Linked DNA regions of Mus musculus: regions 1 and 3 are each linked to region 2. A link is a contact called in public Hi-C and HiChIP or PLAC-seq data. All regions are on one chromosome and are shown on one strand. Each heading gives the region's core, a stretch centred on a gene start, on an enhancer-like site or on the middle of the called end of the contact. The rest is flanking DNA. Distances are from core to core; before and after follow the strand shown.

Region 1 (2,907 bases), core at 313-2,812, 150 kb before region 2:
TCAGGTTTAGTTCTCAGCATGCTCACAACTACCTGCAACTCTGGCTTCAGAGGATCTAATGCCCTCTTCTGGACTCTGTGGGTACTGCATACACATGGTACACAACCTCATGTAGGTATACACATACACATAAAAATAATTAACACTTTTAAAGGGAGAGAAGCAGTACTGGGGAGTTGGCGCAGAGGGTTAGCGCCTGCCATACTAGCGTGAAGACCTGAGTTCAACCCTCAGAACCTACGTAAGAAGGCAGGCATGGTACACATACCTGTGATCTCAGCACTGGACAGGAGAAAATGACTCCTGGCCAGCTACATGAGTGATCTCCAGGCCAGTGAGAGAGCCTGTCAAAGGAGGTGAAAAATCTCCTGAGGACGGCATCTGAGGTTGTCCTCTGACCTCCACACACCTGCATACAAGCCAGTGTGCATATATACATGCACTGTGCGCACAATGTACTTGTGAACTCCAGCCTCCGGCAATAATTTAAGAAGAAATGTGAGGAAGTGGCTGTCCTATATTGGGCTATATTTTTGTCCTGTAGAAATGAGTTGACCAGGTGAAAGACCCAGGTCCTAAACCCACTGTTCAGCTGTGCTCCCCCCAGCAACTCCACTGTGGGCTTATTATCATAGGAGTGAAGATGCTTGATGGGCTAGTGGAGTGGCTCAGCAGATGAAGGGGCTTGCCACCAAGCCTGATGACCTGACACCTACAACTTGTACACACACACACACACACACACACACACACACACACGCTAAGCACCCCACACCCCAGCTGTTTCAGGAGCACAATGATTTAGAGATCAACTTCTTGCCCCGAGTCTCAGGGGGACTCTGGTCAAACCGCTAGCGCTCCGTGGGCAGAAACAAGGTCCAGCGCACTGGCTAGGCAAGTTGGCTGTGAACTTCAAAGCAGGTAAGGCTTGGGCCAGGCTGTGCTTTGCATCTCTCCTGTCCCCCCTGATACCAAGATGTTACCTCCTCCTGCAATGCTCTTACATTGCAAACATCTGATCTTACGTTCAGGCTGCGAAAGTTTTGAACCCATCAGTTCCTGGGGTCAGGGCAATTGATTCTCCGCCTTTTGGCTGAGAGATCAAGTGTTGATCTTCCAAGGTTCCAAGAAACTGACACTCCTAGCTCCCTAGCCTGATGCAGAATCTACAGCCAGGGGTTGAGTAAGTCCTTTTTCCTTCCTTCCCCAAATCCCAGCCTCATGATGCGAGGCAAGCCGTTCAGCTTCCTGAACTTCAGCCTTTCCACCTCTGTCATGAATCTGCGTGAGTGTTAGCAGTCTGCCACTCCGCCAGTTGAGTACCTCACACACCAGCTGGTTAGGCAAGGGGTCGTGACCTGGTTTTGCCCTGGACTTGGCCGGGTATCCATGGGGACACCCAGATGACCCCTGGAACGGGAAAAAGGGAGAGGTTTCTCCAGAGTCCTGGCCCTGCCGTCCCCAGAGAGGAAGGATGTGGCCCACGCACAGGGAGCTGGCCTAGCCCTGTCACCATGGCAGCAGTCTCCAGCGTGTGTGCCAGCTGCCCATGGAACTGCAGCTCCACCCGTTTCCCCGTGAGAGCCGCCACGGTGGCTGGGCGTTATGCCCACGTCAGCCTCCTGCCTCACAGCTGGGAATGCTTGCTGGCCCCAGGCACACAGTGGGCCATTAAAATCTAGATGGTACCATTCAATGGCATTCAGAGCTGCCCTGGCAGATTATCATGCAAGCTCCCACAGGCTGGCCCTCTTTCCTGGGTCCTTTGTCCCTTCCGGGTGTAGGCCTCAGTTAGCCCTGCCATCTTCTAGCTGTTAGAGCCTTGGGCATGGGGCTTTATTTCTTAGAAGGTGTTTTAAAATTTTAATTATTATATATATTTATGGGTCTTTTACCTGCATGTATATCGTGTACCATTTGCATGTTTTACCTTGATGCATGTATGTGCACCAAATAAATATGTGGAAGAGGCCATTGGGTCCCCTGGAACTGGAGTTAAAGATGACAGTGAGACACGGTGTGGGTGCTGAGAACTGAACTCAGATCCCCTGCAAGAGCAGCCAAGTGCTCTTAACCACTGAGCCACCTCCTCAGCCTCCTTGGGGGAATGTGGGAACCATGAGATGGGGTGGTAGGGCTGCCGAGAACACTGTAGGATGTCTAGGCCTCTGCCTGTCTTTGGGACACGTGGTAGCCCAGGCTGGACCACCTGCTATGTACCAGAGCTGATTTTAAACATTTCGGAGAATCTCCTCAGTGTGGTTCTCCTGCCTCAATCTGGGTCACAGGTAAGGAAGTTGAGGCCCAGGCGGTTACATTCCCACTCTGAGCAAGGCACCTATCTGCTCTCCAGTCCTGTTCTCTGTTGTTTCATAGAGGCCCGTGAATAACAGCCAGCTTTTCTAAGCAGGCCTTTATTGGGTGCCTACTGAATTCAGGCATCATACTGACCACTTAGGTGCAGGGGGTTACATCAAGGCAGAGGCAGGTCCCCAGGAAGCAGGAGGAAGCTGAGATCCCAGAGGCTTCCCCCTTGGCCAACTCTATGGAGAATCCTGGTCCTGGAATGGGGTGGCAGGGGCTTGAGCTCATTTGCAATCCTCTTTCCTGTGACAAACAGGACACAAGCAGCCTCTGCCTAAGGCTGGGAACTATGTTCCCCTGGCTTCTCCTTCCAGCCCATTGATGGATACTGGGTCAAGTTCACACAAATCCAGCTTCACCCTCTGTGGCCTCCTTTACATTGCCCCTCTCCAGATGGCGCAGGCCCCTCCCAGGGAGAATCCTAGCAATGCCTAAGGTCAGAGGTCATCCTTGGATCTCTGCCGACTTCCAGTTTCCACAGGCCTTGGATCTTGCTGGCCTTCAGGCCCTGCTGACCTCAAGCTGCCACTGGCCTGGGGGCCC
Region 2 (2,894 bases), core at 28-2,527:
GAGAGCAGGAGGGAGGCAGGAGCAAGCTAACATGTGGAGGTAGGTCCAGCCTGGATGTCCCGTGTGCTTATTCTGGAGGCAGGGCAAGGTGTGTGTGTGTGTGTGTGTGTGTGTGTGTGTGTGTGTGTGTGTGTATGAGGGAGAGGGAGAGGGAGAGGGAGAGGGAGAGGGAGAGAGCATGCACACGAGCAACCTTCCATATCACTGTCAACTAAGAAAATGGACCACAGGCTTGCCCACAAACTGATGAGGGTATTTTCTCAGCGGAGATTCCCTCTACATAAATGACTCTAACTTATGTCAGTTTGACATTAAACTAGCCAGCACACCTGCTGAGCTCCCCCAGCCCCCAGTTGAGGATTTAAAATGGGGCCTTGGGATTAGTGGTGCAGCTCAGGGGTACGACCCTTGGCTAGCGTGTGCCAAAGCCAAGGGCTCAGTCCTAAGTTCTGTGAATTAATAAGTAGACAAGCCATTGGCCACCATGAACGGACTCCTGGGCGTGTGTCTCACGGTACTCAGTAGAAGTGTCTCCACACCAGAGCAGCTCGGGAAAGCGCTATCAGTTAATGCTGGGAGCCACCATGGTGTGTATGAAGTGCTACTGCTGTCATGTAAATTCTTACTCCTGCCAACTCTGACTCAAGCCTCAGGGTTGCAGAAGCACACACTATATCCTGTTCCTGCTCCACCATCAAGCAGTGGGAATGACTTCACAGTCTAGGCTGCCTGGACCACAGCGGCCATGCAGCTGCCCCTTGGAGAGGCACCACATGACTCAGCCCCTGATGTCTGTTTAAAAGCTGATCTCTGGCCTGGCATGGTGGCACACACCTTTAGTCCCAGCACCCGGGCAGCAAAGGCAGGAAGTTCTCTTTGGGTTTGATAAAGGCAGGAAGTTCTCTTTGGGTTTGAGGCCGGTCTGGATTATATATTGAGCTCCAGGCTAACCAGGGTGGCATAGTGAGACCCTCCTTACCTCATAACAACAGAAAGCCCTGCTCTCTGTTAATGACAGTGTGCCCAGGCTTTATGGGCTCTTGTTGTTCCACACTCTCAGGGAACTCCAACACACCTCTGCTGAGGGCTGAGCCTGCATTCCTTGCTATGTGTCCCTGGGAGAGACACAGAGCAGGCATGAAGCCGTACCACCAGCTGCAGGCTGTGTTGCTCCACTCTGACCCCCAGCCCTGTTGGCCTCCACCCAGCCAACCTCTCCCCTTCTCCACACAGGAAGCTCTTGCAACTCACTTGTGGGGTGTTTGTCGGTCCTTGGTAGTACAGTGTTTATTGAATGAGCGAGTGTCTGAGTGTATTAGTCAGGGTGGCTGTGCACTCGCAGGTTCTCCTTTGTTTATTTAAGTTTGGGATGGAATCCAGGGGCTCCCCAATCCCTTCCCTTGATCTTGTCCTCCATAGAGCCCTGAAGACCCAGTGCAGGGGCTGGGTCCTACTGGGCCTGCTTCCTCATCCGGAGGGTCTCAGTGACTCAAGGCCACACAGGGCCATTTGTGCCTTTTGAAGGTTCTCTTAGGGTTTTATTGCTGTGAAGAGACTCATGACCAAAGCAACTTTTATAAGGGTCAACATTTAATTAGAGGTGGCTTACCATTTCAAAGGCTCAGTACATTATCATCATGGCAGGAGCATGGGAGCGTTGAGGCAGGCTGGTGCTCTAGAAGGATCTGAGTGTTTAACGTCTTGATCTGAAGGCAGCCAAGAGGAGGGTCTGGATCACCCTGGCCAAACTTGAGCACATATATGAGACCTCAAAGCCCCGCCTTCGCAGTGACACACTTCCTTTAATGAGGCCACACCTCCTAATAGTGCCACTTCCCATGGGCCACGCACATTCAGACCACCACAAAGGTTTTACCTTTGCCCTCCCTCTGCACCTCAGTCCTGACAACGTCAGCTTCAGAACATGTTCTGTCAGGTTGTTCTCTATACTTGTGGGGGTCTCGGCGCCCCTGTAAATAAGAGTTTGTTTAGGGTAGGAATGGCAGTTCTCCGAACTCGGAGGAACCCAGAGTCCCTGAGCAGGCTATCTTTGGGGATATCTGGCTGTAGGCTCTGCTGGGAAATGCTGTGTGGCCCTAGATGGATCGCTTTACCTCTCTGTGTCTTGTTCTCATCTATGGAACAATGTAATGTCAGGGTTGTTGGGAGGAGCAAGAAGCTGGACCTGTGATGTGAGAGCAGTCTCATCCCATACATGTCGTCAGCTGACACCTGGCCTTACTACCGTGGGCTTCTGAAAGAAAAAATGGGTCCTAGCAGAAAGAACAGATACCTGAAGCTCCCTGTGGATCCTTTCAGGGTGTTCCTAGTGCTGTGACCTGGGGGTGGGGGACGTACATGGTCACCTTGCCCGTAACTGATGAGTTGTCACTGGATACTGCACGTGTGGGAGTCATGGGGAGGGTGGCATTCTGCCTCTCGTGGCTCTCCAGGCTGGGGCGTGCGTGCGTGCGTGCGTGCGTGCGTGCGTGCGTGCGTTTCCCCGTATCCTTCCTGCCATGGAATACAGAAACCATGCTGGTTTCTCACTGTGGTCTGAGGATCTTAGCAGCAGACTTGCAAGGGGCTAGGTAAACATGTGGAGCCTCGGGTTAGCCTAGAGTCAGCCTATGGCCAAACTCCACCTCCCACTTGCCTTTGTAAATCAAGCTTTATTGGCATGTGGCCATTCCCATTTGCTCACACAGTGGCAGAGCCAAGCCAGGTGCCTTGGAACCTACAGGCTGTCCAGCCTGAAGTCCTTTAGATAAGAACTTGCCAGCCAGACTGCAATGTGCTGGAACAACCTGGGAATTTATTTTATTTTTATTCAGATGGTTTTGAGACAGGATCTTACCATGTAGCCCTGGCCAGCCTTTTTAAAATTTGCTGCA
Region 3 (3,144 bases), core at 428-2,927, 200 kb before region 2:
TAATTATGAAACGGTTATTGGGATCTATGTCCTTGGGAACTATGAAATGGCAGATCCTGGGGGCTGGAGAAACAGCTCAGACGTGAAGACCACTTTGGTGTTCTTGCAGAAGACTGCAGTTCAGTTCCCAGTACACATATCGGCTCACAGACACCTGTAACTGCAGAACCAGGGTGGTCTGGCGCTCTCTTCTGGCCTTTATGGGTATTGCACACATGTGTGCACACATTCACAGATAGGCAGACACATACGCATACACATAATTTTTAAAATAAAATCAAAATGGCAGGTTCCGGCCACTACCTACCCAGCGAAGACCAAAGCTGGGCTCTGGCTTCTACATCCCTAAGATGTTGTCATTACTTGAATATTTGCTGTGTACTAGACAGATGGTACCACGTTGACCATTTGTGTTCAGTATTTGTGACCTGAGAGAGTGCTGATGTCATCATTCCCTCGTTTTTACAATGAGGAGGCTGAGGCACAGAGAGATGACGGTTGATAGGGAAACAGGTTTGCACCGCAGCGGCTAGGCCAGCTCATGAGTGCTGCCCACTGTTCCTCTCTGTGCAGCACCCAAGGACTGCCCGCTGTGCTGGTGACCCCAGAAAGAGCATCTCAACCCAGGTCAGGAAGTGTGACCAGTGCCAAGGGACCCCGGGAGGCCTAGGGAGGAAGGGAGGTCACGGGCTCAGGCCCCAAACTGCATCTGTCTAGAACAGAGATTCTGAACCTTCCTAATGCTATGGCCCTTTAATACAGTCCCTTAAGTTATAGCGACCCCCAGCCACAAAGTTATCTTTGATGGCACTTCAGAACTGTAATTTTGCTGCTGTTATGAATCACAATGGAAATACTTTCGGAGATAGAGCTTTGCCAAAGGGGTCTCAACCCACAGGTTGAGAACCGCTGGTCTAGAAGGAGCCCCATTTATCTGGCCAGGCTGCTTTGGTGAGGGTCTCAGTTCAGGATTGTCCCCAGACAGGTGGCACACACTGGGTGAAACGAGGAAGAGTCACATGTCTAAAAATAGTGCCTGTCTCCCAGAGCCTGTCTGTCACAGGACAGAGTGGAGCAGCTAGGAGGTGGGAAGGATTCTCTGGAATTTGGGGGTTAGGTATACAGGTTCAGGGGAGCTGCCCCACTCTGAGGTTTGGCAGTGAGCTGGGCTGGAGAGCTGAGGTACTGGGGCTACACGTGGCACCATTCTGGAGTCAGGTTTACGCCATCCAGTGCTGTGCTTTTGCAGGAAGCATCTTCTATGTAGGAAGTGGAAGGAGCTTTGTGATGTGATACCCATTTCTCTCATCTACTCCCTTAGGACATGGGTCTCCACCCCCAATCTGCCCCTCTTCCACCACCCTGCTTTTACCCTGCCCTGAGACCACATCGCCCGCCACAGACAGATAGGAAAGGCTTTATGTGGAGAAGGACTTGTAAGCTGATACACACAGCACACACAGTGCTCCCTCTGGTCTCCCTCTGTGGCTATGGCTACCATCTGCCCTCTGCTGGGCCACAGGAATGTCTTCTGTTGGAGGGGCAGGGACTCCGTCACGGGCCTCTCTGACCCAGCTTTGTATGGCTCTTGGCCCTGTGGTCTCAGACTGTGGGCAGCAGCTGTTTGGGGGCAGGACATGGTTTCCTCCTGACATCAGCTTTGGCAAGGGAGCAGGCAGGGGTGGGAGGCCAGCCCTGTGGCAGCAGGCTGGATGCATTGTAGCTCCCTGGGCAAGGCTCTATGACCATACCGTGCCCACGTATAATTCACAGGAAAGCCACTTCCTGCCCCACCCACTCCAAGGTCCAGATGAGGGTGGGCGAGAGGGATTTTGGATGGACATTTCGCTCATGGCAATTGGAAATGGTTTTCAGATGTATCACGGAATGTGGAACAAACCCAGGCAAACTTCCCTGCAATCCTATAAATCACCAGCAGATGGCGCTATTGGCCACACGACAGGATTCTGGCATCCTGGATTGCTCAGTGGTAGAACTTGAACCTGGGACTGAAGTAGAAACTCTCAGGCCATAGGCTTACACACTGCAGGTGGTTTACAGCAGGCAGATGGGAAAGGCATGCCTGGCCCAGACGCTGGCCAGAAAGGGTAGCTGCAAGAAGCAAATGAGGTACCTCCTTCCTACCAGTACCTACTATTCAGAGAGGCATGTTGGTCTCTGAGTTCAAGCCTGGACTACGATCCCTCACAGAATTAATTTCCTGGAAGAAAAAAAAAAATCAATGCTTGTCCCTCGGTGCCAGACATTAAAGTCCTCAGGATTGGCGGTGGCGGGCTGTTTTGACAGGGATGAGAATGGAGACACCCAAGAGACTGCTGGAAGCTCAGTCAAAATGCCTCATTTCCTGACACCCGCGTCGCTGAGCACACTGTCATTGAGTCAGGACACGCAGCCACCCGCCCCTGCAGCCATTCATCCCTCCCCACCCCCACCCTCCCACATTTCATTTGCGAGCCCCTCGGTGTGCAGCTCGGCTCGTGGCGGCTGCGGCGGCAGAGCAGAAACCCCAAATGATCTATTTATGGGGCCGTCCTTCCGTGTTGCTTGCATATTGTAATTAAGAGATAATGTCAGTGGAATAGAACGTTGTCACCCAGTAACGGCCTCCCGCCGCCTCGGAAATGTCACGGCAAAGTCACAGATATATCAAGCGTAAAACTGACGTTTGTTTTCAGAGCAGGGAACGCGGATCCTGGGACAGCGATACAGCTGCGGCTTCATTTCTGTCTTGGGGGTGATGAATGCCAGTGGATGGTCGGGCCCACAGGAGGAGGGGTTCTTGTCTGTTGCGGAGACCAACTGGGCCTGTGCTTTGCTTGACAGATGGAGGATAAGGCTGCCCTCTGGGTCCCATAATCTGCTGTAGCCACCAAGGTGGCCCGGGTGCCCTGGCTCCCGGCTGGGCAGTGTGTTTTCTGCAGCCCAAGCTGGCTGCCAGCTGGCCGGGTTCCCCTTCCTGTCACCATGTTGTCTCTGGAGAGCTAAGCTGCTGCTGGGGTGGCATGTCCTTGGACAACCTCAGTTTCCGAGTCACTCCCCCAGAGCCACAAGGGCCTTAGGAGGAGGACAGCAGTGACTTTGTGACTGGGGTGTCTACACTGTGGAGTGGCCTGGTGGGACCAC

The links. Hi-C and Micro-C count contacts between places; a contact is called where the count stands out from the background. HiChIP or PLAC-seq counts read pairs in DNA pulled down with a chosen protein or histone mark.
Region 1: a contact with region 2 is called in a Hi-C map of bone marrow-derived macrophages, with 33 read pairs. The contact joins two enhancer-like sites. A contact is called at or near these places in 3 of 484 Hi-C or Micro-C datasets (the HL-1 cell line, the HPC-7 cell line and bone marrow-derived macrophages), 5 of 115 datasets of contacts at active chromatin or transcription factors (bone marrow-derived macrophages, craniofacial prominence, embryonic basal ganglia and 2 more) and 4 of 9 other capture datasets (adipose tissue, embryonic stem cells, liver and 1 more).
Region 3: an HNF4G HiChIP or PLAC-seq map of pancreatic cancer cells shows a contact between it and region 2. The contact joins two enhancer-like sites. A contact is called at or near these places in 3 of 15 datasets of contacts at CTCF or cohesin (the NIH/3T3 cell line and large pre-B cells), 28 of 484 Hi-C or Micro-C datasets (the C2C12 cell line, CD8 T cells, the N1E-115 cell line and 20 more), 17 of 115 datasets of contacts at active chromatin or transcription factors (the NIH/3T3 cell line, VIP interneurons, acute myeloid leukemia and 14 more) and 4 of 9 other capture datasets (adipose tissue, embryonic stem cells, liver and 1 more).

Annotation. Positions count from the first base shown.
Region 1 is chr5:125,225,061-125,227,967 of GRCm38.p6, reverse strand. No RefSeq gene overlaps it. Among named protein-coding and RNA genes, the nearest start is that of Gm32585, 26 kb to the left of the region's middle. Within about 2 kb of position 1,562, at least 79 of the 459 cell types and tissues checked have an H3K27ac peak or open chromatin away from gene starts, as enhancers often do. A contact at or near this core is called in adipose tissue and bone marrow-derived macrophages, where this site is marked.
Region 2 is chr5:125,070,419-125,073,312 of GRCm38.p6, reverse strand. All of the region lies in intron 14 of Ncor2 (nuclear receptor co-repressor 2), which reads left to right. Among named protein-coding and RNA genes, the nearest start is that of Rflna, 68 kb to the right of the region's middle. Within about 2 kb of position 1,277, at least 113 of the 459 cell types and tissues checked have an H3K27ac peak or open chromatin away from gene starts, as enhancers often do. A contact at or near this core is called in the C2C12 cell line, the N1E-115 cell line, the NIH/3T3 cell line and 6 more, where this site is marked.
Region 3 is chr5:125,267,069-125,270,212 of GRCm38.p6, reverse strand. No RefSeq gene overlaps it. Among named protein-coding and RNA genes, the nearest start is that of Gm32585, 16 kb to the right of the region's middle. Within about 2 kb of position 1,677, at least 115 of the 459 cell types and tissues checked have an H3K27ac peak or open chromatin away from gene starts, as enhancers often do. A contact at or near this core is called in the C2C12 cell line, the N1E-115 cell line, the NIH/3T3 cell line and 5 more, where this site is marked.